Regions from separate parts of the Sus scrofa genome. Here all the other regions are linked to region 2. A link is a contact called in public promoter capture Hi-C data. All regions are on one chromosome and are shown on one strand. Each heading gives the region's core, a stretch centred on a gene start, on an enhancer-like site or on the middle of the called end of the contact. The rest is flanking DNA. Distances are from core to core; before and after follow the strand shown. Region 1 holds the start of HEY2 (hes related family bHLH transcription factor with YRPW motif 2). Region 2 holds the start of RNF146 (E3 ubiquitin-protein ligase RNF146). Region 3 holds the start of TRMT11 (tRNA (guanine(10)-N2)-methyltransferase homolog). Region 4 holds the start of HINT3 (histidine triad nucleotide-binding protein 3).

Region 1 (7,599 bases), core at 1,065-3,564, 1.3 Mb after region 2:
TGTGATAAAATTACTCATAATGGAAAAATACAACTGCTACACATTAGGCTAGATTAAATGAAATAAAAAAAAAATCACATACCCCTCTCCTTTTCTTTCTTGCCATAATCTGAGATGTCGTTGTTGGAGAATTCGATCTAATCACAGAGCTAGTACTTTGCCTATGAAATAAGAAAAGTCTGTCAGGTGCTGCGTTGACAGTTGTTTCTTTTGGGGGCTTGATGGCATGCATTAAACATTCAGATTAGTTTAGGTCAGTTTTTTTTTTATTCTTGGTCAGTGTTTTTTTATTCTTCATTCTTGCTCTTAACAGACTTTGCTTTCAACCCTTTTATCTCTTTTCAGGTAGGAATCATGCCTTTTTTCCTTTCAATTTTAATGAGTAATCCAGATGCCAAATCCACTGGCAACAATGTCCCTAAACTTTTATTAAGTCTCCCAGTGAAATAATTATTGGCAGTCGGGGTGAGAAATTAGGCATTAGCACTTTCTAGTTTCCCTCATAAATGTTTCTTAAAAGTCAAATAATCTCTAATAGCATCCCTCCTCCTCCATCTGGGCAGACCCACTGAACAAAGCAAAGCTATTTTAAAATAAAGGCCATGTTCAGCACCACTATCAAACAGATATACAGTCATCCCATGTCAATGTGTTGTCCCTAGATGCAATCTTTAAAATAAACAGAAGTTACCCTACTATTTCAAAACTTCAATTAGTCATACAGGAGAAAAAAATGACAAATTCAATGTTTTCTATACTAATCTTTCAAAAGAATGCCCCCAAATTAAATACGCCACTGATAGAAAAAGTAAATTAGATGAACTACTAGGTGAAAGTTTTACTTTGAAAATAAAACTCTGAGTATTTCTCAGCCTTCAATCTAAGCTTAAACCTTTCAGAGTTGTAGTCCATCTTGAGCGTGCTAATGAAAAATATTTTATATTGCAAGTTCAGTCAAATCACTACCTTGTCACTTTTAATTTTTACAATCCTTTCTAGCTTGTATCTGCTTCTCTTCATAATTCATGGATACTGCTTCTTCATGTTCTCAAATTCTCCAGGTTCCTGTTATTCTCTTTCATTTTAGAAATGTTGCACACACCAGGTTCTTATTACCTCACCTTCTCACTTCTGGATCTTATTTCTGAATTAACTGTTCCCTTCATTCCCACCCCTTCTCAACTGGTGTCACCTTTCACATGACATCTTTTGTTTTTCAGATCTCATTTTTTAAGATGACACAACACTTTAATGATTAGAAGATACTTTGCAAACAACGTTTCATGTAAGTGTCTTTGCTTCTGCTGATTCCAGACTAAAGTTTGTACATATTAAAATAATAATATTGAAAGAAAACTAGTTTTCCAAAGGTGGAAAGAATTTTGCTCTTTGAGTGACAGCTGCAGATAAATAATTAAGGTGCTTCTGGGGATGCCAATTAGAAGCAATTATCATCTGACCCGCCTCCGCACTAAAACGCCTCCGTAACCTCTGTCACTGGAAAGTGGAGGTCTGGCTTTCCTGATCACGACCCCGATCTTTTTCCAGACTTAAGAACAAGCAAAGATGATGCCCGAAACGATCCTTCCATCTGTCACCCACTCTCCCGTCAGCCAAGTCACAGAGGATCAACCTGGAAATCTCAACCTACTTATCCTTAACATAGCAACTTGCTTTAATTTCTCCAAAAAGCAAGCCATCTTTCGGTCCCTTTTTTAAAAAAATCAATTTTAAAAATCTTCGTCTGGCTTATTTTGAAAATGTTTCTAAAGACAATTTCGGTGTCTCCCGGACGTGCCAGTCCGCGCGCCCAACGCTGACAGCCGAGGACCCTCCTTCGCCAACTCCTGCACTCTTTCGGCCGCGTCCAGAGTCCTCTCCGCCCCACCCCTACAGTGAAAACCCAAATGCCTCGCCCCACCCCAACGCGCGCTCCGCGAGCGCCCACCACTCAGTCTTTCCGGCAAAAGCTTCCCCCCTCGGCTAGGACTGGGCGGAGAGGAACCTCGGGATTTCCAAGGAGCCGCTCGTACATGAAACTCCCGGACGCCTTGGGCTCCAGACAGCTCCGCCGAGCCCGCGCTCACCCCGAGTAATTGTTTTCGCTCCCCACGTCGATAGTCTCGTCCATGTCGCTCTCAGAGGTGGTCTCCTCGCAAGGGCGCTTCATTGCGGCCCAGACCGCGCGGAGCGCAGCCCGGCCAAAACTAGGGACGCCGAGGTGGATGCAGCGTCCTCCCGGTCTGCCTGCCTCCTCCCTGGAACCGGCGACAGCGCGGTCCCGCGGCGGCGCGCTCGGCTCCTCGCCGCTCTTTCCCACGCCGCAGCCCAGCGCGGCCGCAAGAGCCGGCGCCAGCCACGCCTCCCCGCGCGGGCGGGGGCCCCTCTCCCGCCTCCGCGCGCAGGCCCCCGTGGCCGGGTCTGGCACCGCCTCCTTGAGGGTCGGCGTGGCCCGCGATTGGCTTGAGCGGAGGGGCGGGGCCGCGCTCGCCAATGCCCGCCTCGGACCTGGGACGGAGGCGTGGGAACGCGTTCGCGCATCTGGGCCCAGAGAGCTGAGCGCGGGCTGGGAGAGGCCGCGGCGGGCGTGAGCGCGAAGTTGCTAACTCTAGATAGGGAAGCGCGCGGACGTGGGCGCGGGCGCGGGCGCGGAGGGAAGGGGGCGGGCCGGGTGGGGCGGGCTCTGGACCGCAGGTTTTGGCGCTCCTTCGCACCGGGCTCTCTGCGGCCGAAGTTTCAGGCGTATGCTAATAACCCCCGGCGCGTGGCTGAGTGTGAGCGAGCGTGTGGGACGTCGGGAGGCGTCGTGGATTAACTGAACCGCCACACTCGGCTGTCCCTTGTCTGGACCAAAACTGCTGACTGACCCTGGCGGTCACATTTGCCCTCTGGGGTTTTTGAAAACCTTAAATCAAAGTTACTTTTCTCCCTGGCAACTCCCAAGGCTACTTCCGCGGCCTCTGGGCTGTGAACTGATAAGGACGTGAGTTTTCCCGACCAGGTACTTAACCGCTGGCGGTCGGAGGGTCTGAGAGACCGGCCACCAGGCGATTTTCGATTTGCTCTGAATCAGTTCTTTCCATTTAACCACTGGGGCTGTGGATGATAGATCCCGCTGAGTAGACTGTGGGCTGGAGTTTTGTCTACTCTGGAGGCAGAAAGGACTAGAGCAGTGATGCGGGTATTTCAGGACAGTTTTAGTAGTTCTTCAAGTTCGAGTCTTCCGGGCTTGGATTATCCAGATAATTGTAGTTCTCCACACCCCTGGGTTTGTGTAGTCGCAGCGGTAGAGTTAATTAGAATCCCGGAGTGAAAAAAAAATCGCGCTTGAAAAATTCGTGTCCAGTTTTTAGTGCATTGGACAGTGTGCGTTGTATAAAACTCTAGATGTGCTTTTAAAACATGTTTTTAAGCTGTTCTTTCTCTCCATGCTGAGTTTTGGGGGTTTTTGTTTTTGTTTTGAACCGCCTACGCCGCTGTATCTCTGTGAGGGCAGCCCGGGTCGGTTTGCCAGCCCGGGCGCCGCGGTAGCGGTCTGCGCTCACCGGCTTGGTCGCGGTCGAGCCCGAGACTCCACTCTTTGCCCTGGGACAGCTCTGTGCTTAGTGCGGAAAACCGTCAGAGAGAGGCGTCTATCAATATTCACCACGACCCCACGCCACAGACGATTCTTATTTTATTGGGGATCTGCTTAGGGCGTCCTTCTGACATTACATTCTCTCCCCGGACAAGAGCGGCGCAGGGCGGAGAGAAGAGGAAGGACTTAAATACACCGGTCCGGGCGGGGGTGGGCCAGGGGAGAGCGGGAAGGACCTGTAGCCCGCGTGTTAAGCCCTTGTTAAACCACAAAACCCCTTCCCCACACGCCCTCGCCTCTTTTGTGTTGTTCCCACCGCGGCGCCTGCAATAACAGTGTGAACAGAAACCCGAACCGTTTCATCCTGACTTCTGAAACTTAACACCGGGCCAAGCACACAGTCGGCGGGGCCGGGCGGGGCCTAGTGGGACTGGACTGGGTCAGCTCCGGGCTGCGGGGGGAGGTGACCCCCCAGCTCTGCCGTGGGCCTTGGGGCAGGTGTCCGGCCCGAGCAGGTCTCCAGGCCTTTGCCTCACTGCAGCCCGGGCTACCAGAGCCTGCTGCGCAGAGCTGAGCGGGTTCGCGCCACATCGGCTGCGACATCCCCCGGCGCCGATCGGCTCCCGGTTCATAGCCCGGAGAGGGATGTGCCCGACGCGCGCAAATTGCGGGTCCCACCTCTGCGGAGGATGCGCAGGAGGCTAGTCCCCTCGGGCCACGGGGGACACGTCGCTTCAGGCCTGGCGCGAGCTCAGCTTTCGTAACTTTCCTCAAAAAGTTTCCTCAAAGGCGGCGCATTTTTCTGAATGCCTACAGGTGCAGTTAACCTTGGCCACTGGCGATTCCAGACGCCTGGGGTAAATTCTAAGATCTTCACCGGAAAGGAAAAAAAAAAAAAAAAAAAAAAAAAAGTCGAGTTCTTTCTCACTGTACTAGTGTATTTAATTCAATACTTGCGGGAAAAAATTGCGAAGAGGGAAATGGTTTGCTTGCAATAAAGTAGCAACTGGTTAAAAATTTTCCATATTTGTCTTTTAAGACTTAACCACCGTACCATGTAATAAAGAAAAAGATGGCAGGGACGTCCGAAAAGCACACACGGATTTAATATAGCTTAGAGAATATGTTTTTAAAGTGTTTAGAACAGTGGTACGTGGCAAGTGCTATATACGTCTGTTGGACAAGAATGCAAAAGGCAAAAGACCTCGGCGTTTTGAACACTGCCAAAACAATAATATGCTCACTTATCTCCAAAATACTTAATCGCAATTAGGCAGCATGGGGTTTTTTAATAGGTCTTTAATTCCGCTCAAATATCCCATTTATCTATCCCCTAGTCAGGCGACTTATCTAAGACTGAAAGTGCTTCTCGGGAGGGAGAAACGGAGGAAACTCTGTAAAATGTCCCAGCATACCTAAAAACAGTGGTTGATTGTCAGGGGTAGGGGAGCGAGGTGTAGGGTTGGCTTCTGCGGAGAAAAAGAAAAGAGAATGAGAAAACCGCGGGATTTCAAGTTTCCTCGCCCCCCAGACGTTCTTTTCATCGAAAGTTGGTTGGAGGCTTAGTAAGAGCCCAGGCAGAAGAAAAGACGTCCGCGTGCAGAGCAAACCACAATTCTTTCCTTTTCAAAGATTTGTAAGAGATACTTAGACCAAAAGATACGGAGAACTTTCCTGCAAACCATTTTCCTGAACTGCCATTAGGAAGGAAGTCCAGAAAGATCTAAAGGAAATGGAGGAAGGAAGACAGATGCCTTCCTGAATCTGGTCCTCTCATCCCCGTTTTGTCCTCGTGCGATTTAACTCACTTTTGACATGAGAGTGACATGTCAAATGTCGAGATCTGGAAACATCAAACTGAGTGGTGCCCATCCTCCTCCCCAACTCTTCCTGCACCCATTTAATGTAAAGTTACAGTTTTTGCACCTGTGTATCTGGCCATCTTGACCATCTTGACCCGGTCGTATCTTGTCCCATGAAATTTGAGTTTTGTTGCATAAATGAATGACATGATTACTTTGCAGCATTTTAAACCTCTCCTTGTGGCATTTTTGGAAGGAACCGGGATTTTTTTTTTTTTTTAAATTCTTGTCTGCTTTTTCCTCATTAGAGCACTGATTTTTCAGGATTAACGGTCACACTTTGTTATTTGTTGCTTCTCTGAATCCTTTGAGACGCTGCTTACAGTTACTTAAAAAGTGTTGGCGACTTGAGTCTTTGGGTTCCTTAGAAAGTCACCAAGGCATGACACCAGTTTTTAAAAATGTTTTAACTTAGCTTCTCAGTGAAATACAGGCAGCTCTGTTGTTTAAATGCTTTATGTTAGTTTGAGAAGGCTAAATGCACATAGTTCAAATTGAGAAATCAATTTTGCCCTTTCTGAAATATAAGTATTTACACAGCTTTTCTTGCAAAAGGAAGGCAAGGGGATCATCCCAGACAAGCTGATCTTATTTACAATTGCTGGGGCAGGTGACATGCACGTGCATCTGTGGGCGGCCTTGTTGGGCTGGCTTCCTTGACTACAAGGCTATTGTGAATTGGCAATGCTTTTAAGTGTGTGAGAATGCTGCACCCTGAGTAGAGGCCAAGGGCAAGATCCTTATAAATTTCAATACTTTTCTCAACATCGGGCAGGCAGCAGGCAGGCCAGAGTAGGGTCACTGTGTAACACATATTTGCAAACCAGTAATGCAAAACAAAGCTGGAAGCAAGGGCAAATTTAGGCCCACCAACCTTGAAGTCATCCATAAATGGGAACTGCTTTACCAGTTAACAATTATCCTTGCCTGGTTAGCGACACAAAGCGAAATGTATTTCTTGGCCTTCCTCAATAGGTGTTACTTATCACATCAGAAGCTCCAAGGTAGGAAATCTAAGACCCAAAGGCCCCCTTCTTGGAAGATAGAATGTTTAAATTGATCTCTGTTATTAAGGGGTAATTTATGTAAAAGTTTTCTTTCATGAGTGATGTTATTAAAACTTAGCACATGCCCAAGGATGAAGGCTGGTTTTATTCTAGGACCCTTGAGAAGACGGGGTTGTATAGTCAAGTAACCAGTTTTCCATAACCTCCTAAGCAACAGTCAAAAGATAACTATACTTACCATGTTAACTTCCTCCTTGAGAGGCTGAAATTGATGTGAGCAGGCTTTGCTTTTAAGGAAGTTCTTCAAAATTTTAATTTTCTCGAAGTTAGTTTGATCAGCAGATTCCCCCCCACCCCCCCACACTTAAGAATACAGTCAGGTATATTCACTTCTCTTATGAAAATCATCTTTAACCAACTGTATCCTCATCCTCTAGAATAGAATAGTACTTGACACATAATGGTCATAATAAATGGCCTGGAATGAATTTCTTACTGAAATTAGTGTGCTCTGCTTCTTTCCCTATATATAAAACTTGGATAAATTGGAATAATGAAATAAACAACCATGAAATTTAAAAAATTATGAAAAATGAAGAGAATATACTTAATGTTAGCAGGAAAGCATTTACTGTAAATGTGCTCTTAGTTCAGCCCTGAGCTTCCTGGCAGCCAAGTCAGAAAGAAAAGCAGAGTGAGTTTTCTTATTTCTAATTTCCAATTTCAGGAAAGAGGAAGCACATTATTTTTCCAAAAAAGAAAAACTATCCAGCTACTGAATTCTAAAAGAACTATATGATTGCCCTGTTCACAGATTATAAATTTTTAAGACAAGTATTTTCTTTGTCTAAAATTCTTCCCCAAGTATCTACATTATTTCATGAACATGAACAATAACACTCCTATTATGTGTAAATAAAGACAGTAGTTTATCTCCTAATAGCTGAATAAGTCATTCCCTATGCTCTCAAGATTAGTTGACATTAATAGGACCAGTGCCTCACAGAGTTACAAAAATTGATTCTTTATAGGGAAGTTTCTGCTTTCAGTTTTAGAAAAAAAAAAAATCAAATAGTCCTGAATCTTGCTGGTTGGCATTTCTAGATGAAAGTGAAAGAAAAGGCTGTACAGCTTTCTGAAACATTAAGTGTTA
Region 2 (7,068 bases), core at 2,468-4,967:
TAATTCAAACATACATAACTCCTGTCTCAATGATTTATAAACTATACACCAAACTCAATAAAATTACAGTAAAATTTACTGTAATTTACATTATATTCTGACATGCAAATACCAATTAAGTTTAATAGGTTAAGGCTGCTTCTTAAGGGGCAGTTTATACAGAAACAACCTATTGGGAAGCTAACATAAAAAGAGAAGAGACTTCAAACCAGATAATTCTGCCTCTTAATAATTCTAAAGAAAAATGGCAGACTAAATTCTAAAACATATAAGGTTTTAGAGATTATCAGTGAATTTAAATCATTTACCCACTCAACTAATTAAATAAGTATACATGAAAATGAAGTAACACTGTATTATTTATAATTTGTGGCCACTCAATGAATTCACACTCCTATTATTTTTACCTACTGTTACTTTCTCTGAAAATATCTAGGATTAATTACAATTCCATTTTTCAAGTCAGTTACAGAAAACCAAGATTATTTTTTTTAGATTATAGATTCAAATAAGTTATTATCTTTTAAAAGAACTAATCAAGGAAAAAGATAAGCATATAACAGTTAAAATAACAAGTTATAAAGATTTGAAGATTTTCAGTATTTTTCCAATTATTAACAGCTAACGTTTAATAAAAAGTCCTTACTTTACTCAAAATACATAAAACAGACTGTTCTATATAAAAGACCTCAGTGATAGAATAGAAAAATTCTACAAACCTTACAACTTTTGGTGTACAAAGTCCAAAAAGAAAAAATTGAAAAAAAAAAAAAAAAAAAAGCAAGGACCAGTAAAAGAAGGGACAGAGAGAGAGAGAGATCACGTATAATGTAGCAAATTCATCTTTATATTTCTTAAGAGCCCCAAATTGAGCGATGTAACTAAATGCCTTAAAGTCTGCATTTTCAGTTTTCCTTCTCATCTTCTGTTAAAACTCAGCTTACAGAAAGCATACGTCATACTGTGAAACAAAAGTCTTCAGACAGAACTCATTTCAACTAAAAGGGGTCCAATACTTTAAGGAATTTAAAGAATTATTTCCATCGCTCCATAACACTTGTAAAAAAAAAAATCACTGTATGGCAATCTCTGGGCTTCACAACCTTCATACATAAGCATTAAACCTTTACATTTCCATACCAAAACGTGGGCTTTGCATTTGAACAAAACATTAAAGGTGAATGTGAACAAATGCTGTCTTTTAATCACATCAAACAGAAGCTGCACAGACTGAAACCATTTTGTAAATAAGAAAGGCTCTGCTGCCAATTATCTGTGTAACCTTGGTCAAGTCAAAACTCCATGTCTTAGTTATTTCACCCTACTCCACACTTCCATAGTCCTAAATACTTTAACTAACAGCCATTTAACAACAGGTTTTATTTTAATTAACCCAGAAAGTAATAAGCCATGAACACTAAACAGTCCATAAATAAGTGCAGGTAGCAGAATGTAAATAAAGGTGGTATCTATATTCACAAAGACTGTTTCTAATCCAGCTGGTTGCATAAATTCAGGCTCAATCAGAAACCAGGCAAGAGAATGGAAAGGGTTCAGTGTCTGCTGTTACCAACATTGGGGGGAAAAAGCATTTCAAATACTCAACAGTGTGTCAGGTGTTTCATGCTAGTAAACTGCTAACTCATAAAACAATATTCTCTAAGCAAGCCAATATTGTGAAAAGATTTAATACTATCTTTTCTTCTATTAAGTCAAGAAATAATTTTTAGATCCTTCAAAAAAATAAAAAATAAATAAAAAAAAAACTGCCCCCTGCTTCTGTTAATTCAAGTTGATGAAAACTGAAACAAAATACTTTACCAGTTGACATACGTCCTCTAAAAAAACTCCCCCCAACCCATTTCTTCTTTTCTTCCTCTTGTCTTATGATCAGCTAATAGAAAAAAAGTTTGTTTTCCTGATGATTACAATTCTACCAAGTTTTTAATCAGTAGATATCAAAATCCCACGAATGTTTACTATTATTTTCATTTTGCCCACTACTTACATTGGCCCATTTGAAGCATAAATTCTAAATCAAAGACTGGGCTTAACCAAATGCTCCAATTTAAGGTGTACAACTTAAAACAAACATCCGAAATCTATTCCTAGAGTTGTTTTTCTTTCTGTTTTCCCTTTAAAATTAGATTTACTTGACCTATTTTCATGTGCTTTTAAAGCACCAGACACTCAATACAAACATTTGCTGCTCACAAAACAGCAAAGCCAACATCATAAATCCTGTTATTTGTGTAGGTCAATGTCTTCCTCTGTCCTATATGCTATGTCTTTTAAAAAGTCTAAATACAGATTTCCTTATTAAAAAAACCCGAAAAGTCTTAAGTCTTCCAGTTTCTTTAAGTACATACTGCTTTCAATGCGAATGTCATACTTTCACATCTTGTTTTATAAGTACACACATCGCAGGGGAAGGGGTCCACCGGGGCACCTGAAATGTCAATCATACAAAGACAAACCGTTTTTCTATCATTTCCTGGATAGCTTTTCTCAATTCCACAGTTTGAATATTACAAAAATATTACTGAACAAGATATTCGTACTTTGGAAACTTGAGAAGTGCTTACTAAAATGGCACTTAGGGAAAAGAAATAAAAATATACTAAAAGAGATATCAAGGAAAAAAAGATCTAGTTGCCAGTTGTGTATGTAAACTCAAAACAATTTTTCTGCCTTTCTCTAGATGCCCAAGGAAAATAAAATAGAACAACAATGGAAAACTCGTACTCTTTCAGACAGGATGGGGGGTAGGGAGAGAATTCCGCACCCAGCAACCAGAAGAACAAAGCAACAGCCTCCGCTTTTAAAATGTACTAAGGTTTTGGAGGCCCAACGGGTACTGAGAGATGTCTTAACAGTTCCGATGCTTTAGTAACAGCGCTGGGCTTAACCAGGATAAGGCAAGGAACTGCTTGTCGTATTAGGCAAGACCCAGAAACTCAGCAGGAGAAGGAGGGAAAGAGAGAAGAAAAAGAAGCCAAACATGCTCCAGAAAAAGACAAAATGCAGGAACTATACGCCCTGACCCAAGGCCCGGGTAGAGGCCTCTGCATGGGAAACAGGAAGTAGGATACCCCTCAAACCATGGCCGCCCCTAAATCTTAAAGCCATAAAGTCCTCGGGTAGGAGTCTGACACCACCGCTGAGGAGAGAGAGGGACCTGGCTGCCACCAGAGGCAGCGACAAGGAAGAGGCTGCGCAGTAATGGCCGCTGCTCCGCCTCTCGCACCCCGGCTGTGACCAGCTACCGGCGGTCGCCCAGGGCAGGGGCTGCGGCAGCCGCGGGCAACGCAGAGCTCGTCACTGTCTTCCTGCCTGTGACAGCGGCCAAGGTGGGGGCGGCGGGAAGCGATGAGCTGTCCCATCCTGCCTCGGCGCAACAGCCGCGGCCGCGCCGGCCCAAGGGCGTCCACCCACGTACCGGCCCCTGACCCCGCCGCCGCCCCTCTCAGGCCCGAGGCGCAGGGCAGACCCGGAGTGCGTCGCGGTTGGAAGTGACACCGCGAGCTATCACTAGTCTCCCCGAGTTAGGATCCCAGAGTGGCTGACTTTTACCCTAACCCCCCGCGAGGGTTTCCGTCCCGACTCCCACCTCTCTGGCCACAGCCGGCCGCCTTGCAGTCCTTTCTCTTCGGCCTCGGATCCCGCAGCGGCCGGGGACGCGCGCGGCCGTCACGTGACCGCTGGTCGCGTCGCGGGGGGCGGGGCCGCGCGAGGCGGAAGCAGCGCCGCGCACCGGGGAGCTCGCGCCAGCCCCGCCCCGGCTTATTTCCCCAAGTGCGAGCCCTGAAGCTTTCCGCAGGGTTCGTTCCTCCCTTATGCTACCTTCCGGGCCTTGCAGTTTTGCTGCTTGGATCTTTTTGACTGCTTTATATTTTGCTTTTCTTGTAGTTAGGTGCTGAAGAACTCTGAAAGGACGAAGGACCACCGGAGAGATTTGGGGCCGAGGCAGTAACATGCTGGACCAGCAGGTGGTGCTGCTGAGAAACCCAACTTCGAGACCCAGAAGAAACCCTTGGGTGCCTAACTGGATGTGGGGGTGATGAGTTCTTGGCAAAACTGCTTGTTCTTTTTCCAAAAATAAATAAATAATTTTTTTAAAAAGTCCTCTAGGAAGTTTATTCGTCTGAGTGGTTGAGCAATCTTTCCTTTGGGGCCTCTTTTTCTTAGACTAGGTCATAGGAAGCTGGAAGAACTGATTGTATTTTCTTAGTCGTAAAATGAAAAATGTAGAAGAGCATGCCTTTTATCTTTAAAAGAATATCTATTTCGACATTTCTTGCCAGTATCTTCTTAGTTGCAATGCTGTTGCATTTTGACCTCTCATTAGCTGGTTATTCAAGGTTGGGAAATGTTCAGCATTCTTATATATGTAGAAATATGTGGGGAAATATGTACATTTTCTTTTATTCTTTCTGTCTACCTATCTATCTGCATATCTCTCCATCAGAGTGCAAGAATGGAATTAACAGGAATCCCACTAAAATGCCCTTTCAGGCTTCTCACTCTCAGCCAGACCCCATAATCTTAGTCATTTCAGTGAATAGCTCCATCTTTCCTTAGTCAAACCTATCTTTAATTTCTCTCTTTCTCTTACGTCTCATATTCACTTTGCAAAGAATCTGTTGGCTCTTCAAAACACATTGAACATCTGACTACAATCTACATTATCTCTCGTTTGGATTATTGCAATGGCCCAGGGACTGGTTTTCTTGCCTCTGTCTTTGCTTTCCTTTGATTCTATTACTAACCCAGAGGGCAGAGTAAACTTAAAAAAAAAACAAAAAACAAAAACAGTCAGATCATACTACATCTCTGTTCGAAGTCTCCCGTGGCTTCCCAGAACAAAGCCAAAAACAAAGTCCTTAACAATGGCGACTCCCCTCCATTACCTCCTTGACTTCACAAACTGTTTGCTTAGCTTCGTGTTCAAAGAAGACTCTACATACCTTCTCAACCTCAGTCTCTGCAGTGTTTCTCCTGCTTGGAACGCTCTTCCTGATAGTGGCTTCCTCCCCCTGGGCTCAAATGCCATCTTTTCACTCAGGCCTTTCTTTGACACTCTATTTTAAATCATGACATTTCCACATTCCCAACATTTCTGACTTTCCTCCCCTTTTTCTCTTTAATACTTAGCACAATGTAGGGGATGACTTACGTTATTTAACTTTATTGTGTGTTTCTCCACACTGGAATATAAATCTCTCAGTGTCAAGATTTTGTGTTCTATTTTGTATTCCAACTTCCATAATAGTATCTGACACAGAGAGACTCTCTGTAAATATCCTGAATGATTGAATATGTGCACATACCTTTGTTTACTAAATAATATAGAAATGAATAAAAATGTTATTTGTCAGCAATTTATACAAAAAGAGGAAAATCAAGTGTATGGAATGTTATGCACCCCACTGCAACGGCCACCTGGAAGATAGGATGAGCTTCTCTCTATGAGAGAGGAGTGCACCTCTCCATATTGACAGAATTGTCTGAAAAGCAATTGGTTTCCAGTAATTGTTAAAACACCCAAACTTCCAAATGGTTTACTTAAAGAAATAAATCGGAGCCTAACAGATTCAAGTCATCTTTGTAATAATGTTACTGTCATTGGCATTCTGTTTTCAAAGATACAGGAGTTAACAACAGACTGCTAGGAATTGCTCTTTGATCATAACCTACTGCCTGGGTGTTGCCATTGTGGCTCGATGATGAACCACCTAATCTCCATGAGGATTCAGGTTTGATTCCTGACCTCGGTCAGTGGGTTAAGGGTTGGGTGTTGCCGTGAACTATGGTGTAGGTCACAGACTTGGCTTGGATCCTGCATTACTGTGGCTGTGGCATAGGCTGGCAGCTGCAGCTCTGATTTGACCCCTAGACTAGGAACTTCCATAGGCCACATGGGCAGCCCCAAAAAGAAAAAAAAAAAAAAAAAAGGAGGAAAAAAATCATAACTTACTGCCTATTTCCTAAAAGCATATAAAATGTGTTTGTGAATACCACACATCTCCTCCAGGCACCCCCTCCTTCCCATACTATTCTCCCAAGATATAAAAATGTTTGATGTTAATTTTTAGTTGAATAATCAAATATTCTTTCTGTTTAGTTAGTATCTGAAAGCATCTATGAAAACGTGCATGAGAAAACATGTGTTACAGTGGAAAATGTTTTGAAAGCCATTGATGTAGCAAGTCTAGGGCAGTTGTTTTCGGAGTGTTTCATTGTGTTCCCTGCGGGTCCTTGAGATCCATTTAGAAGATCCCAGAGGTAAAAATGATTTGGATAATAATACCTACAAAGACTTTAGCTTCTTTGTCCCCCACCCCCTGCCATTTTTCCCTCTTTCTTTTTAGTACAGTGGAGTTTTCCAGAGACTACATGATGCATGATATACCAAGAGATTGAATGTAGAGACAGATTTTAGAATTTGGCCATATTAATTAGGCCAGCTATTAAATAGATTTGCAAAACATAAAATAATACTGGGAGTTCCCGTCGTGGCTCAGTGGTTAACGAATCTGACTAGCATCCCATGAGGACGCAGATTCCATCCCTGGCCTTGCTTAGTGGGTTAAGGATTCGGCATTGCCACGAGCTGTGGTGTAGGTCGAAGATGCTGCTCAGATCCTGCGTTGCTGTGGCTGTGATGTAGGCCAGCAGCAACAGCTCCGATTTGACCCCTAGCCTGGGAACCTCCATATGCCGCAGGTGCATCCCTAAAAAGCAAACCCCCCCAAAAAAAAACATAAAATAATACTTCCAAGTTAACTTTGTTTTGAAAAATATAGTTATTTTTCAGAAAATATTTATGTGCTTAACATTAATGTGATTATTTTTATGAATTAATTTTAATTGATGTATTAATTTTATGAATTTAACAAATTAAATATTTCAAACAGTTCTCAGTTTTAGTTTGGTAAATATTAGTGGGTTAACATCTATAAATAACAATTCTTTTGAGCCTTTTCTAATTTTTAAGAGTATAAAGTGGTCCTGACACCAAAAAGTTTGGAGATATAGTTCTAGAATAGTCCAGAATAGTCTGGGACA
Region 3 (7,448 bases), core at 1,915-4,414, 1.1 Mb after region 2:
AGACATAAAAGAGAACTGAGCTTTTGGGAGACTGAACTGGCACAAGGGAAAGACACTTATTAAGAAGAATTTAAGAAGGAAGAAACAGGTAAAATCAGCAAGTATTAAGAATGTTATTTTGAAGACTGCAGCCTAACCACTCCATTCTCCCTGCATTGCCTAAATATAGGCACTTACACTCCTTGGCTTCTCTCTAGTTCCACCTCAGTATCCTCTAAGTGGTATCCTCTCTCTGGTACTCGAGAATTATCTTTCTAAAACACAAATGATTGCTAGTCATTTCCTGATTTAAAAGAAAAAAAAAATCTTGTTACTTCCTGACTTGAAAAGAAAAAAAAAAAAAAAGTCAATGCCCCCTCCCCATTAAACCTAAAATAAAATCCAAAGTTCTCATTGTGGTTTGGCAGTAATGAACCTGACTAGTAACCATGAGGATGTGGGTTCAAACCTGGCCTTGTTCAGTGGTTAAAGAATCTGGCATTGCCATGAGCTGTGGTACAGACTGGCAGCTACAGTTCCAGTTCAACCCCTAGCTTGGGAACCTCCATGTGCCTCGGACGCAGCCCTAAAAAGACAAAAATAAAATCAAAATTCCTCCCAATGGTTTCAAAACACTCCAAAATCTGGATCCTACCTACCTCTCTAGCCTTACTGCCTGTTACTTCATCCTCCTCTCTCACACATCCCACACCCCAAACCACCATAATCAACCTGTGCCTCTATGCTCGTTTTAGTTTCTTACTGAAGTGGGCTTTCCAGTCTTTTTCATCCCCAGAATATCTCCTTCATCAACTAAGATCTAATTAAAATATTACTTCCTCCATGAAAATCTATGTCCCTGCACCCCCACCTTGCCAATGCACCTCCCTAGCAGGACATTAGTCCTGAATCAATGCCACAATCTTCCTTCAAAACTCCTAAGGCCATGGAGTTGAACAAAACTGAAGAAAATCACAAAATCTTGGCACAATTACAAATATATGCTCTTCACCCAAAGCTGGGTTTTCAGCATTGCTCTAACACCTGAGTTCTTCTTTATTCAATTGTTTAGCTCTTCACTCCCTCTTTTGTTCAATGATTATTTCAAGTTTTACTATTTTTCTCAATTTTTCCATTCAGCTGCTTGGTCCCCCATCTCTCAAGAAATAACCCTGACTCATTCATTACCCAGAAAACAGGCCCTTGGATAGCTACCCACACCCATCCTAGCTCTCCTCCCCCCATGCTCCCCTTCTATTGAAAGATCAACACCCCCCACCATGTCCTTATATCCATTTTCCCTTTCCCTTCCAGCCTACAAACAAGCCAATTTCTACAAGAGGGATATAGATTCTCCCTAGGTCCCCCTCAAATTATTAACCAATCTTACTTTCCCTTCTTATGTTAAAAAGTAATCTATCTCCCCTCGTTTTCCAGCCACCACTAACCCAAGAAACCTGGCTTCTCCCCACTAAAACTGCACATCAGCTCTAGCAAAATCCTAAAACTTGACTCTCTTGATTTCTATGGTCTCACCCACTTCCTATTCTGACACTTGCCTATTTTCTTGATGATCTCCTCTGCCCATGTCCCCTTAATATCAATGGTTCCAAGTACCTGTATTTGGCCCAACCACTCTTCTGACACTAGGCTTTCTCTGATTAACTTAATTTTCTCTCCTAGTGTTCATATGCAGAATATGCAGGTTATTTACCTGTCCATGAGACTCTAAGATCTACACATACTCACATTCGGTGCCTCCTGGTCATCTCCATTTGATGCTACACCAGCATATCAAATTCAGCATAGCCAAAATTTAAATCTTACACCTGCCTGTACCCTCTATTTTAAATAGAAATACCCTTATATCCATCCCAGCAATCACCCTTGACTGGTCCCTCTTCCCTCAACATTCAATCAATCATAAAGCCCTTATGACTTATCACCTAAATATTTCCCCAGTCGATCCCATCCTCTTATCCCTTGTCCTAGTTCAGGCCTTCCTAATCTATTAATAAGACTATTTCAACAGATTCCTAACTCCTTATTCTTCTCCAATCTATCCTCTATTTTGCTGCCAAAGTGATTTTTTAAAAAAATCTGATTCTGTCACTTCCTTGAAAATTTTTCAATAAAGTCCCCTTCCAAGCTCCAGAGTATTTAAAGTTCTGCATTTTCTGAACACTACCCTCCTCTCCTGCTCTCTTCTTGTAATCCCTTGCTACATATTTGGTAATCCAATAATAATGAACAGCTTGTAATTCTATTTTACTTATGTCTCTCTTTGGCCTAGCTAACTCCTACTCATCTTTTAGATTACAGTTCAAGTGCCATATCCTCCTGGGAGCCATCTTAATGACCAACACTCCCCCCCTCAGGTGGATCAGATTTCCCTTCTATATGCTCTGACATTTTCCTGCATATATCACTGCGTTTACCAACGTTATTTCATAATGCTATGTTTATGCACCTGCTCACCCCTTAGCCTAAACAGTAAACTCCTTTAAGGCAAACATGGTCACCGTTATATCCTCAGGGCCCAGCACATTCGATAACAAGTACTCTGAAAACGTTTCCAGAATCAAAAAATAAAACACTTTCCTCAACTTTTCCATCATCTAACTCTATCACCCACCACCACCACCACTCCCACCCCCACTAAATCTGACCCGAATATTCGATACTTGAAACACTACCCGGAGGATTTCTGTCTGCTGTCTCTATTCTCCGCTTGACTAAGAATTCCTCCAGGAAGAGGACGGGTCATTTTTACCTGCCTAACTCCACTGCCCGGCACCTGGGCAGGGGAGTGAATGAAAATGCTTAGTAAGGCTGAGAGAGGCTGTCTCGGACTTCTCTCTTACACATCCTCCGCCGAGATCAGATCTGTCCCGGGGCCCAAGGACTGCGGGAACTCCTGATGTTCCCGCAAGCACAGACACCCCCTATCCCTGCGGGCTCAGGATGAGCTGGTTGCCTCCACCCCCACGCCAACCCCAACCGCGCCGTCCTCTTCCGCTGAAAGCGGTGGAGGACTCACCGGTAGGCGGAATTCCAGGTGCTCCTGTGCCATGAGCAGCAAATACCTGTTCAAGGAACTCGGCAGCGCCATGGCACCGACCCACGGTGCGCCGGCGCGGCCCGCGGGGCCTTACCCCTTGTTCCCCTACACCATTTCCGCTGAGGCGGAGCCTGAGGAGCCGGAAGCGGAAGTGGGGGGGTTGGACGCTGTCCTGAAGTTCCTCCGTAAGGGTCTTGAGCCCCGAGACTCCCGGAATGGTTGTGTTGCCTGCCAGGTGCTTTCTGCTAAAGATCACGATGTACCACGTGTTGGAGTGAGGATCTGTGTTGTATTCAGGAGCAAGGTGCGGTGAGCCAGTTTTTAGTTCGCACACCTGGAATGTACTACTTTTCCCGCAGTTCTTCAACTCCTGGTTCTTAAAAACTTAACTAAAATTTCACTTTTTTTCCGTGCAGACCTCTCTAAACACTCTAGGCTTTGGGGGCTGACTTAGCTGGACCACTCATTTAACATTTGGTATACTTCTTGTATTCTTGCAATAGCTTTCAAGGATATGTGCCTTGTAAGCCAATTAGAGTGCGCTCTTGAGGAAAGAGATCTCTTAAGATTCATTTTGTGCCTCACAGAAAACAAAGCAGTGTCCACCTCAGAGTAAGTACAATTGATCCTTGAACAACAGAGGTTTGAACTGCTCCGGGTACAATTGTATGTGACTTTTTTTCAGCGAGTGGTGCTATAGTACTACAAGATTAGAAACTGAAGGGCCAACCCTAAAGTTATACACAGATTTTTAACTTTGCAGAGGATGGATGTTCCTAATTCCCCTCACCCACTGCCTGCCTTGTTCAAGGGTCAACTGTGCTTATTAGCTTGTGTTGTTAGATTCCCATGACCAGTCCGCAGCCAACTGTATTATTATGTTCCATGATGGAAGTTGCTTCTAACTATTAACACCAGTACAGATTTCATAGTAGCAGACAGTTAATAAATTTTAACAATTTGCGTATTCTATATCTATGTTGCTGCTTTTGAAAGTACTAAGTCCTTCGTGCTTTTGAGACCTTTTATCTTTTGCATTCCACATATCATACAAAGCACAAGAGTAAGTATTCTGCATTTTCCCCGCATCAAGTGTCAGGATCATAGTTACTGCTTTCTAGTCGTGATTACTAGCATAGGCTGTTGTCAGTCTTGGGTTCAAACTTTAAGTTCCACTAATTACTATCTGGTATGCTCTCAAGCAGATTTCTTTGCTTCTTTTAGCCTGTTTTATCTGAGATGGAATAATACTGCCTCCCTCAATGTACGTAAGGTGTTTAATATAGTGTATGGGGCAATAAATAGCATTTAAGGAGATTTTTCTTCTCTTAACCTCCATGAGAATTCCTCTTAACAAGCCCTCTACTTTTGTTAGGATAGATGTCTTTTTTCTGTTTTGTTTTGTTTTTTAAATGGCTACACCTGAGGCATATGTAGGTTCCCGGGGCCAGGGATTGAATCTGAGCCATAGCTGCAAGCTACACCTCAGCTGTGGTAAGGGCAGATCCTTCTAAGCTGCAGCACAAGGCTGGGAATTGGACCCTACCCCCTCTGCAGCAACCTGAGCTGGTACAGTCATATTCTTAACTCACTGCACCATGACAGGAACTCCCAGGAAAGATGTCTTGATAAGTCCCCTTGAGTCAAGTGAGTCTCTGAGGAGCATATATGTCTCTTGGCCCCAAGGCTTCAGAGAGGGGGAATAAAAGTACTCTCTGACACATGAAAAGGTTATTAACTCTTTTGAGAAGAGGGGTCAAGGTAGGCAGAGAACAAATGCAATGTTAGGGAAAGGATGTGCAGGGTTGATGTGCCCCATCCAAAACTTGTCAGAATTACCAAACCCACATGAGATTTTGATGGGACAACTTTTTAGGGGGTATCAAAGAGGTGCTCATTTTCATGGCTGGATTGATATGATGTTGTGCAGAGATAGCAACTGAGAATACAGGACCTAGGAGAACCCAGATGAATTCAAGTTTTACTGATTTTTCACATAAGATCCTTTGAGCTAAGGTTCATGAGGAAAGGTCTTATTGGCCTTGTGTTGGAAATGGAGTAAAAGATTGAAACCATTTTTGGTATCTTGCAGTCTAAATCTCACTGCAAACAGAAGAATGAAATTAAGGGCTGGCCCAAAGAAGAAAGGCATCTCTAATTTTAGCAGGCCCTAGTTTAGGCTCCTTTTGGAAAACTGTTCCTATTTCATGCAGTTGCTGAGATTGGGGAGAGTTGTTCTCCTCTAGCCTAACTCCATCTGCCTGGAAATGTATGGCTTTTGATTATTTGAATTGTGGCAGCATCAGATTTTAAGGATGATCAGAAGAGAAGGATGAAGTTCCAGCCTGTTTCCCTTCACATTTTTAATTTTTTTTTTAATGCACAGATACTGCTTCACCTGAGGCAAATTAGTTGCTCTAGTTTGCAATTAGGGCTTCCGGTTTGTTCTGGTGCTTCTTCTGACCAGAGGATGAGATCTACGTTTCTTCACTTCTGGAGATCTTGTTTGTTGGAAATTTGACCTCAAGGAGCCGAGTTATACTTAAACCCATTGCAGTTACTTAAGTTTGAACTGATGACTCAGAGTCCCATCTTGTCAGGTTTGTTTCCTGAGAGCAGCTAGTGTTTTTTTCTCTCTTCTCTTCTTCCTGAATTATCTTCATTAAGATTGAAGATACTATACCATGGTCTTAGAGTAAAACGGTGAAAATGTTGTGCCCTAAATGGCCAGTGTTCAAAATTTTGTGTGTGTGTGTGTGTTTTTGCCATTTCTTGGGCCGCTCCCGTGGCATATGGAGGTTCCCAGGCTAGGGGTACAGTCGGAGCTGTAGCCACTGGCCTACACCAGAGCCACAGCAACACGGGATCCGGTCCACGTCTGCAACCTACACCACAGCTTATGGCAACGCTGGATCCTTAACCCACTGAGCAAGGCCAGGGATCGAATCTACAACCTCATGGTTCCTAGTTGGATTCGTTAACCACTGAGCCACGATGGGAACTCCCCAGTGTTCAAATTTAACTAACCATTCCAAATTTTGTCTCTGGTTTGAAGTTTGTTGTCACTAGTTAAAATCCATACTAATAATCAAAAATAAAAAATAAAAAAAGATTGAAGATACTGAAGACCATTCTAGAAACTTATTAAATAAAAGCTCCAGGCTTTAACTTTGTAGCTTAGGCAGCTTTGCACATCTTTGAATGGAATGCCATTTATTACTTCTCTTGGGCAACACTTGTGTACTAGGGATAAGTTCACAGTGCACTTGCTTCATTTGAGTTAGATCTTTCATCCTTTCTCTTTTCCTCTTTCCTACTTTCTCTCCCTAAAATATAAGAAGCAAATATGGTTTCTAAATAAAGGCTTTTGACAAGTTGTTTGCAAATACTGACAATCTCACAGTAGGCATATAGCTTTCCTAGGAAAAAAATAAACAAATTCTTGTTTAAGCACAATTGCAAATAATCACCATCTCTTGATCCTAGTTGCTTCCCATGAGTAGGAAAATAATTATATATAGTATAGATAGCCACAAGTCCCATAAAAGGGATTTTCCTGAGTATCTACTAAAATAGGGCGCAAAGGAGAGTTTTATTCAATTCCCATAGGTCACAGGTTCTTAAATTTAGCAGCACATTGGTACTGTGTTTATAATTTTAAATTCCATTTGTTCATCCTCGTGGCAACACTGGATCCTTAACCCACTAAGCGAGGTCAGGATTGAACCCGCATCCTCGTGGATACTAGTGGGGTTGGTTATAGCTGACGCACAACGGGAACTCCAGGAGCTTTTAAAAACACCTGTGTTCAGGTCACATCCCAGACAAATTAAATTGAATCTCTTGGGATAGATTCCAGGCCTTGTATTTTTAAAAACTCCTCAGGTAATTCCAATGTGCTGGTATATAGGAAAGCAATTGACTTTTGCACACTAACTTTGTATCCTGCAATTGGCTATAATTGCTTATTAGTTTCAGCAGTTTTTTAACTGATTCAGATTTTCTACATAGATGATCATATCACCTATGAACAAAGATAATTTTATATCTTTTTCCCCAAATTTGTATACTTTTAAACTTCTTTTATTATTACCTTCTCTGGAAAGTCTTCTTTGATACTTTCATCCCCAACCACAGCAATATTAAATGTTTCTTCAGCTGTGGTGCATATTTTATTATCCTACGTAGGCCTTACACAGTCCTTTGTAAATAGGTATATTTTTTAGTGCTGCACCCACAGCATTTGGAGTTTCCCAGGCTAGGTGTCAAATCAGAGCTACAGCTGCTGGCCTACACCACAGTCACAGCAACAAGGGATCCAAGCCATGTCTTCGACCTACACCACAGCTCACAGCAATGCGAGATCCCCCGCCCACTGAGTGAGGTCAGAGATCTAACCTGCATCCTC
Region 4 (6,735 bases), core at 708-3,207, 1.1 Mb after region 2:
AAACTTTATGCTCCAGTTAGACTGAATTTCTTTCTGTTCTCCTATAGCAGAAACCAAACCACTTGAGGTCCTCTTAGAGGGAACTTCTCTCCTCCTCCTCACCTGGCCAATACCTATTTATTTTTTCATGCCTCACTTCCTCTGGAAAACCTTCCCCAACCCTTCAAATCTGGGTCAGGTACCCCTCCACAGGGGAGCCTTGCAAAATAGTACAGGTGGTAAAACTATTTCACCACAGCACAGGGCACTGGAATCAGCTGCCTCCTCTGTCTGTATTCATTCCACCCTTTAGATTATAAAATCTAGACAGGGACTATCCTTTACCTTGCTCACCACTGAATCTCCAACAGTGCTTGGAAGGAATTCAATTTACTTTTAACAAGTGAATGGGAGTTCTCTGGTGGACTAGCAGTTAAGGACTCAGTGTTGTCACCGCAACCTTGGGTTTATCCTGACCTGGGAACTTCCGAGTGCTATGCCATGGCCAAAAAAAAAAAAAAAAAAAAAGGATAAAATAAAACAAAAACAAGTGAATGAATGTTTACTTCAAAAACAAAACAAGACCAGACTCTGGAGCTGATTCTCTCAAAAGACTGTTTCTTCAAAGGTAAGCAGAGTTGGTAGAAGAAAGTGACTAACAGATATGTGTTTTAAAATATTTGGGGAGTTCCCATCGTGGCACAGTGGTTAACGAATCTGACTAGGAACCATGAGGTTGCGGGTTCCATCCCTAGCCTTGCTCAGTGGGTTAAGGATCCGGCGTTACCATGAGCTGTGGTGTAGGTCGCAGACACGGCTCTGATCCCGTGTTGCTGTGGCTCTGGCATAGGCTTGGCAGCTACAGCTCTGATTAGACCCCTAGCCTGGGAACCTCCATATGCAGCGGGAGCGGCCCTAGAAAAGTCGAAAAGACTAAATAAATAAATACATACATACATACATAAAATACCTGGGTAAAGTCTTAATGCTCTGAAAATGTCCATACATTCCAATTAATAACACTTCTAAAGCACTGGACCCTTTAGTGGAAATCATTACTAAGTAGCAGTTCGTACTAATAGTGGACCCGCTCCTGCCAGCCTATTTTCAATCAATCTAACAGACTTTTCACGATTACCATTATCTATTTTCTACTAGTTTTATCTTCAGTATCAGTATTAAGAGTGCATAACGTAAAAGCAATATCTAAAAAGGAGAGACTGGGAGGGAGAGAACCCTTTAATAAAATGAGGCCATACGTGCTATTTTCTACCAATTATCACTACATGTTCTCCCCTAAGAACAGCAAAGAGGCCGCAGGTGACCCTCCCCGCCCCTAGAGAAGCAACTCCGTCGCGAACACTAGAACACCCGGGCGCCCCCCGCTTCATTTACATAGGACCCTCCCACCCGATCCCCCCCATCGAGGCCCTCCTGGCGGAGTCCCCAGGAGCGATCAGGCCCCCACCCACGCCCAGTCGCGCGTTGCCGCCCACCTCACAGTACAGGAGTTCCGTGCCGGGTTCCTGCTGCCCCGCGATCCGGCAGAACACGCACTTTCTACTGTAGCCCTCGCGCTCCGATGACTCTGCGGCGACCGTGGTGGTCCCCGCTGGAGACCCCGAGGTGTCTGCAGTCGCTGCTGCTTCAAGGCGTGCACATGACTTCGCAAAATCGCCTTCCCACTCCTCCGCCATCTCTGCCCCCGCGCGGCTCAAAGCCTCAGGCTTCTCCCGGACAGCGGGGCCCACGTAGAGTTCCCCTCCTGCACCTCCTCGATTTCACCTCGAGGCGTCGCCTCTAGCCTGGCGCTTGGCGAGTCAGCGCGTTGGGCGCCCGCGCAGTTGGAGGCTGACGCCAGAGCTAGAGCGACTCTCGGCGGAGCTGCAAAGCCATAGGCTGTGGCCCACACGCCAGCAACCACGAGGGGGCGTGAGAGGGCGCGACCGGCAGGAGCCGGAGGCCTTGGCGGCAGTCGCCCCGCCCCTTGCGTCTCCCTGGTAACAGCGCACGACGTCCCCCAAAACGCAGACTCGCGCCGCACGTCACAGTGACCGCACCGGCGCGCGGTATCCTGGGTCCAGAAGGAACTTGGCAGTTTTCAGCGTCGTTTCGCAGAACCCTGTAACGTATAAGGTGTCCCGGAGTGAATTATGATGTCGTAAGAAAAAGTTTTTTAAAACTTAGGATTTAAGAGAATGAACAAAATTTCCAGAACTTTGTTTCAACTCAGATCATATTTGAAGCTTTGTTTATGCATTTTCAGCCAGGATAATTTTGGGTGCTAAGCTCAAAATATGAAACTGAACGTCACCTCTGTCTTTGCCTTTTTTTTTTTTTTTTTAAGGGCCGTAGCTACGACTTATGGAATTTCCCAGGTTAGGGCATTGGTCTTCTGTTGTTGTAAACAGCACCAACTAGATCAAAATAGTGGGCTTTAATCTCATTCTTCATACCCAGGAAATTCGGAATCCTATAGTTTATAGTCCGAAATATTCCAGAAATTCACTGCGAGTGCTTTTTTTTTGCCTCACTTGGACAACTGCAATATCTTTCAGACTCTTTTCCCTCCTTGATTTTTCTGCCACTTGGACAAAAATCCTGTGTTTCCAACCTGGGTTCCTGGACTCCTCACTCAGTAGAAATTGCTAAGAGGCCAGATAAGAAATTCGGGCATGACTTTACTGGGGCTGTGCTATAGTGCACCAGAGAGGGAAAACAAGAAACAGGTTTCCTTGCATGCTCCCTGGGGTGCACAGGGCAAGCTGGTTCCTTAAATGTGATGAGGATAGGGGTGAATACATGAGTCTGGCCAGAAGGATGGCTCACGTGGTCTTCCCATCCCTTTAGTGGTGCTTTGTGTAGCCGTCTTGCACAATAACCTGCTTTTGCTCCCTTTACCTCAGAGGTGGCAGTTGGGTTTTTGGTCTTTTTGTTTATTGTTTTTTTTACAATTTGCCCCAGCGGTAGAGGCACAGTTGTTTTTAGTCCCTTATAGTTTCTTTGTAGTTTGTTGCTCAGGAAATGTTTGGGGAGAAGTTTTGTCCAGGTATAAGCACTGCAACAAAGGGTCCCAGGTCCAATCCCTCTCACCTGCAGTAACTATCTAGCCTGAAAAAGTACCAGCTCCTTAGCTTGACATTCAAGGTGGACTCTGATTTAACCTCAGCTTTTCATTTTGTAATACTTAGCATTTTCTGAATGCCTAAAACATGCCATGATTTTCTCTATCAGAACAAGTAAGGTTGGTTTTATAATTCCTGCTACAGAGATGAAGAAACAAACTTGAAAGATTTGTCTAATACCATACAATAATTATTGGTAGCGATGGAATTCAGATAAGGGTTTGTGTAACTACAGAATTCATCAGCCTTTTGAACACGGGATTCCTTTTATTAACACTGCAAACTTTCTTAGACTAGCTCATCATAGTAGTTCTACACTTGGTATTTATTGATTTAGAAAGTATATAACAGTGTTCTATTATGAATTCAGTAGCGTTTTTGAAGGAATTTATGTTATATTAATCAAAAGCACTAATGTGTTTTTAAATTAGTTGTAATATGTGTTTAAGACATTTGTCAGTCTTTTTATATTTTGCCAGTATTTTGGAAAAGCACTGTAACAGCTTCATAGTCCTTCAGGAGTCCAAGGCAGGATTCAGAATCAGTACATTACTTTGCTCAACTTAAGCATCCAATGTTTCCGTGTGTGTAGCACACTTTCACTTCTTTCTGCTTTTATCTACACTCTCCCCTCTGAAATATGCTTTCTTCTCTTTCTGCACATCCAAATTCCATCTTCCAAGCCACTCCTCAAGTGTTTCCTCCTTCATGAAATTTTCTTTACTTAATCAAACTGAAACATTTCCTCTTGTGAATTCACTTAGCAATTTTTCAATACTTTTCTTACAGAACTTATCACTTTGTAATGTATACTCTTTGTGTGCATATTTTTCTTACTGGAAATTATGTTCCTTGATAAAAAGAGCAAGTTCTTAGCATCTCCTGTAGCACCTAGTACAGTGCTTTCCATGTAGTTGTCTAATGAACCAAAGACTGATTAGGAGTAAGGCAGCTGCATAGGAGTATTCAGGTTGTCCACTGTACAAGAACATCACAATTAAGAATGTCCTAATTGACATCGTAAGACATGTATTAATATATATAAAAGCACAGACAGGCCTGGAGATTCCAGACCTCTTGGCCAAGTTCTGGAGCAGTGGAAAGTTGACTCGTACAAAAACCCACATTGGCTGCATATGGACACACACACATACTCAGGAAACCATTCATCTGTATACTGCCACACACCTGCATGAGGTGTACCTGTTCTGACCATGTTCCTAGTGACACCTGGGATTGCTTCGCCCAGTTTCCTGATACTTTCACCAAAACCTGCTTCCAATTCCCCAACCTTGGACTTGATGTAGTTCCCTACAGTAAAGGAGGAACAGTAAAAAGTATTTAAAGATTGCGTGGAGTATGTGTCCTGGTGTGGAAGCAGGCAAAAGTATAGGCATCGTATGTGTACAGGTAGAGTGGCTGCCAGCTGTTTTTCTGGATAGAGCCCCTTGGAAATAGTCATTTGGGTTGTGTGACAAGAAACTAACTTTAAATTTTATTTGCAAAATGGAGTGCTGTTTAGCACTGTTTTCTAATTGCCAAAGGGCACTGTATGGGCTAGTAGCAGCCCTGCTTCAGAGCATGCCTTGGGGTTAGACAGCCACATAGCTTATCATCTGTGAAGACCTGGCTAAGTTTTCATCTCTTTCTGCTGAGGCTTTCTATTTCTTCATGTATACAGTGAGGATAATAATAATGCCTAATGCAAACTTTTTTTGTGAGAACTAAAGCCTGGCCGCTTGGCACAAAACCGTCAATGAATGTTAACAATTATTACCAATAGTAGTGATTGTATGTAAAATGATTTAAGTCATCAGATGGTTCACTTTCACTTGAATACAGAAGCTGTAGTGCTCCTATCTATAACAGAGACCAGGTTGTGCTTTGGCAATGTCTTTTATCCTGTGTGATGCTAACTGGAATAAACGTAAAGCAATTAATCATCTGGTTTTTACTTTAGAAAATAATGTTTCCATTTAGAGTCAAGGTTCTTATTTGCCGAAGTGTTTCCTATATAATAACTGAACAACTTGTAAATTTGAGTAATGGGAAATTTACCTATCATTCTTATATATTTAGCTACTTTTTTAGTTAAAATCACCACGGAGCAGAGGAGGGTGGGAACGTGAATGTATTGTATGTAGAGAGATGTATCAGAATGTCATCTTATTTGAAAATAATTTACCATGTGTATGTAAGTCACATTACCGTTAATCAGTAGCAAACATGGTAAGAGCCAACTTTGAACATCATACTATAATTAAAACACACCTTCATTCGTCTGTGCTTTTCTGTCACCTACTGATCCATTTCTCTGTCCTTCATTGTAACCAAAGTCCCCCCCCAAAGTTGGCTATACTCTTTTCTTTCCCTCTCCCCGCTTCTCTCACGCTGTCCCCCATCAGACTTTCCGTGCCATCATTCTACCCAAACGGTTGTGTCAAGGTGACCAGTGACCTCCATGTCACCAGATCTGATGGTCTCTTCTCAGTGCTCATCTTTTCAGCAAAAGTTGACTATTACCTCCCCCTTGATAAACTTTTCTTCTCTTGGTTTCCAGGATACCACACTTCCTCAGCTTTCCTCCTACTCGACTTGTTATTCTTTCTCAAGTCTCCTTGGCTGCTTCCCTTCTCCCAAACCTCTCTCATCACCAACGAGCTTTTGTCCTAGGTTTCTCTCTCCCTCTCTCGCTCGCTCTCTCTCTCTCATAAAAAATTATATACGTATTTAACATATACAACTTGATGATACCCTTTAGCTACGTGCACTTCCTAGGTGATCTCACACAGCCAGATGTCATCCCATTAGTCAGTGACAGCTGAGATCCAAACCCAGGCAGACTGACAGGCACCTGTTCTCTTAAATCACAGTACGCCGACACGTACATATGTTCAGTAGGTTACAAGATGGTATATGTCCAGTGTGAGTCATGTGTATTAAACATACATATGAATTTGTAAGAAATATGCCTGAAAGGGTATATACCAAATATATTTGCTCTGTGATCTCTGGATGGATAAATTGTGGCTTGATGTTTTTCCTTCTTTTGGTTTATCTATATTGTTATCCTCAAGAATGAAAATATGTTACATTTGTCATTAGGAAGAACATTTTAACAGATTTTTAAAATTCGATATTCCAGATAAACTTCATTTCCTTTAATCATTCTGTTTTGTAAACAGTCTCATTCCGTAAACTTTTGAGTTGTTTGACCCTGATGTCAAAAGCCATGAGGCATTTTTTAGGCAGATTTCTTGGTATTTATGGTAGAGATAGACAGTGGAGCTGCTGCAGCCATATGTCTGGTACAGTGCAGTGTTTAGTCTATTTTATAGTGGGAATATGGAAAGTGTGTTGGTGAATTTGTCTTAGTCTCATGAAGTATCATCTCGACAGTAGACTCCCCTCTTCTACAACCTTAATAGAAATTTCCTTAACATAAATACAAATACCTTCTTTGACCTATATTTAATAAATAGGAATAATTTTTGCTGTTTTACAGTGTCTCAAGGAAATTAGATTATTCTGAAGGTAAAATAAAAACAAGCATGGACACATTTCTCCCTTCTTTAGAAAACAAGTATAAAAGAAAATACTTACGGTTAAAGTGGCTGTTGCATATATTGAC

Evidence for each region. Promoter capture Hi-C pulls out the DNA fragments that hold promoters and counts their contacts.
Region 1: a contact with region 2 is called in a promoter capture Hi-C map of fetal liver, with 5 times the contacts expected there. The contact joins the promoter of HEY2 here to the promoter of RNF146 in region 2. A contact is called at or near these places in 1 of 5 promoter capture datasets (fetal liver) and 1 of 2 datasets of contacts at active chromatin or transcription factors (alveolar macrophages).
Region 3: a promoter capture Hi-C map of liver shows a contact between it and region 2, with 5 times the contacts expected there. The contact joins the promoter of TRMT11 here to the promoter of RNF146 in region 2. A contact is called at or near these places in 3 of 5 promoter capture datasets (fetal liver, fetal skeletal muscle and liver) and 2 of 2 datasets of contacts at active chromatin or transcription factors (alveolar macrophages and skeletal muscle).
Region 4: a contact with region 2 is called in a promoter capture Hi-C map of liver, with 6 times the contacts expected there. The contact joins the promoter of HINT3 here to the promoter of RNF146 in region 2. A contact is called at or near these places in 1 of 5 promoter capture datasets (liver), 1 of 47 Hi-C or Micro-C datasets (liver) and 1 of 2 datasets of contacts at active chromatin or transcription factors (alveolar macrophages).

The regions. Positions count from the first base shown.
Region 1 is chr1:37,229,007-37,236,605 of Sscrofa11.1, forward strand. HEY2 (hes related family bHLH transcription factor with YRPW motif 2) reads right to left here and starts at 2,315. Exons shown (of 5, transcript NM_001243329.1): 1 at 2,088-2,315; 2 at 83-161. The coding sequence starts at 2,170. It overlaps LOC110260189 (a long non-coding RNA gene), which reads left to right and starts at 2,659. Exons shown (of 5, transcript XR_002343031.1): 1 at 2,659-3,001.
Region 2 is chr1:35,923,290-35,930,357 of Sscrofa11.1, forward strand. It overlaps RNF146 (E3 ubiquitin-protein ligase RNF146), which reads right to left and starts at 3,718. Exons shown (of 4, transcript XM_021088514.1): 1 at 3,611-3,718. It overlaps LOC110260186 (a long non-coding RNA gene), which reads left to right and starts at 3,729. Exons shown (of 2, transcript XR_002343011.1): 1 at 3,729-3,821; 2 at 3,910-4,122.
Region 3 is chr1:36,998,915-37,006,362 of Sscrofa11.1, forward strand. It overlaps TRMT11 (tRNA (guanine(10)-N2)-methyltransferase homolog), which reads right to left and starts at 3,165. Exons shown (of 13, transcript XM_013992581.2): 1 at 3,020-3,165. The coding sequence starts at 3,091.
Region 4 is chr1:37,022,246-37,028,980 of Sscrofa11.1, forward strand. It overlaps HINT3 (histidine triad nucleotide-binding protein 3), which reads right to left and starts at 1,958. Exons shown (of 5, transcript XM_001928728.4): 1 at 1,476-1,958. The coding sequence starts at 1,676.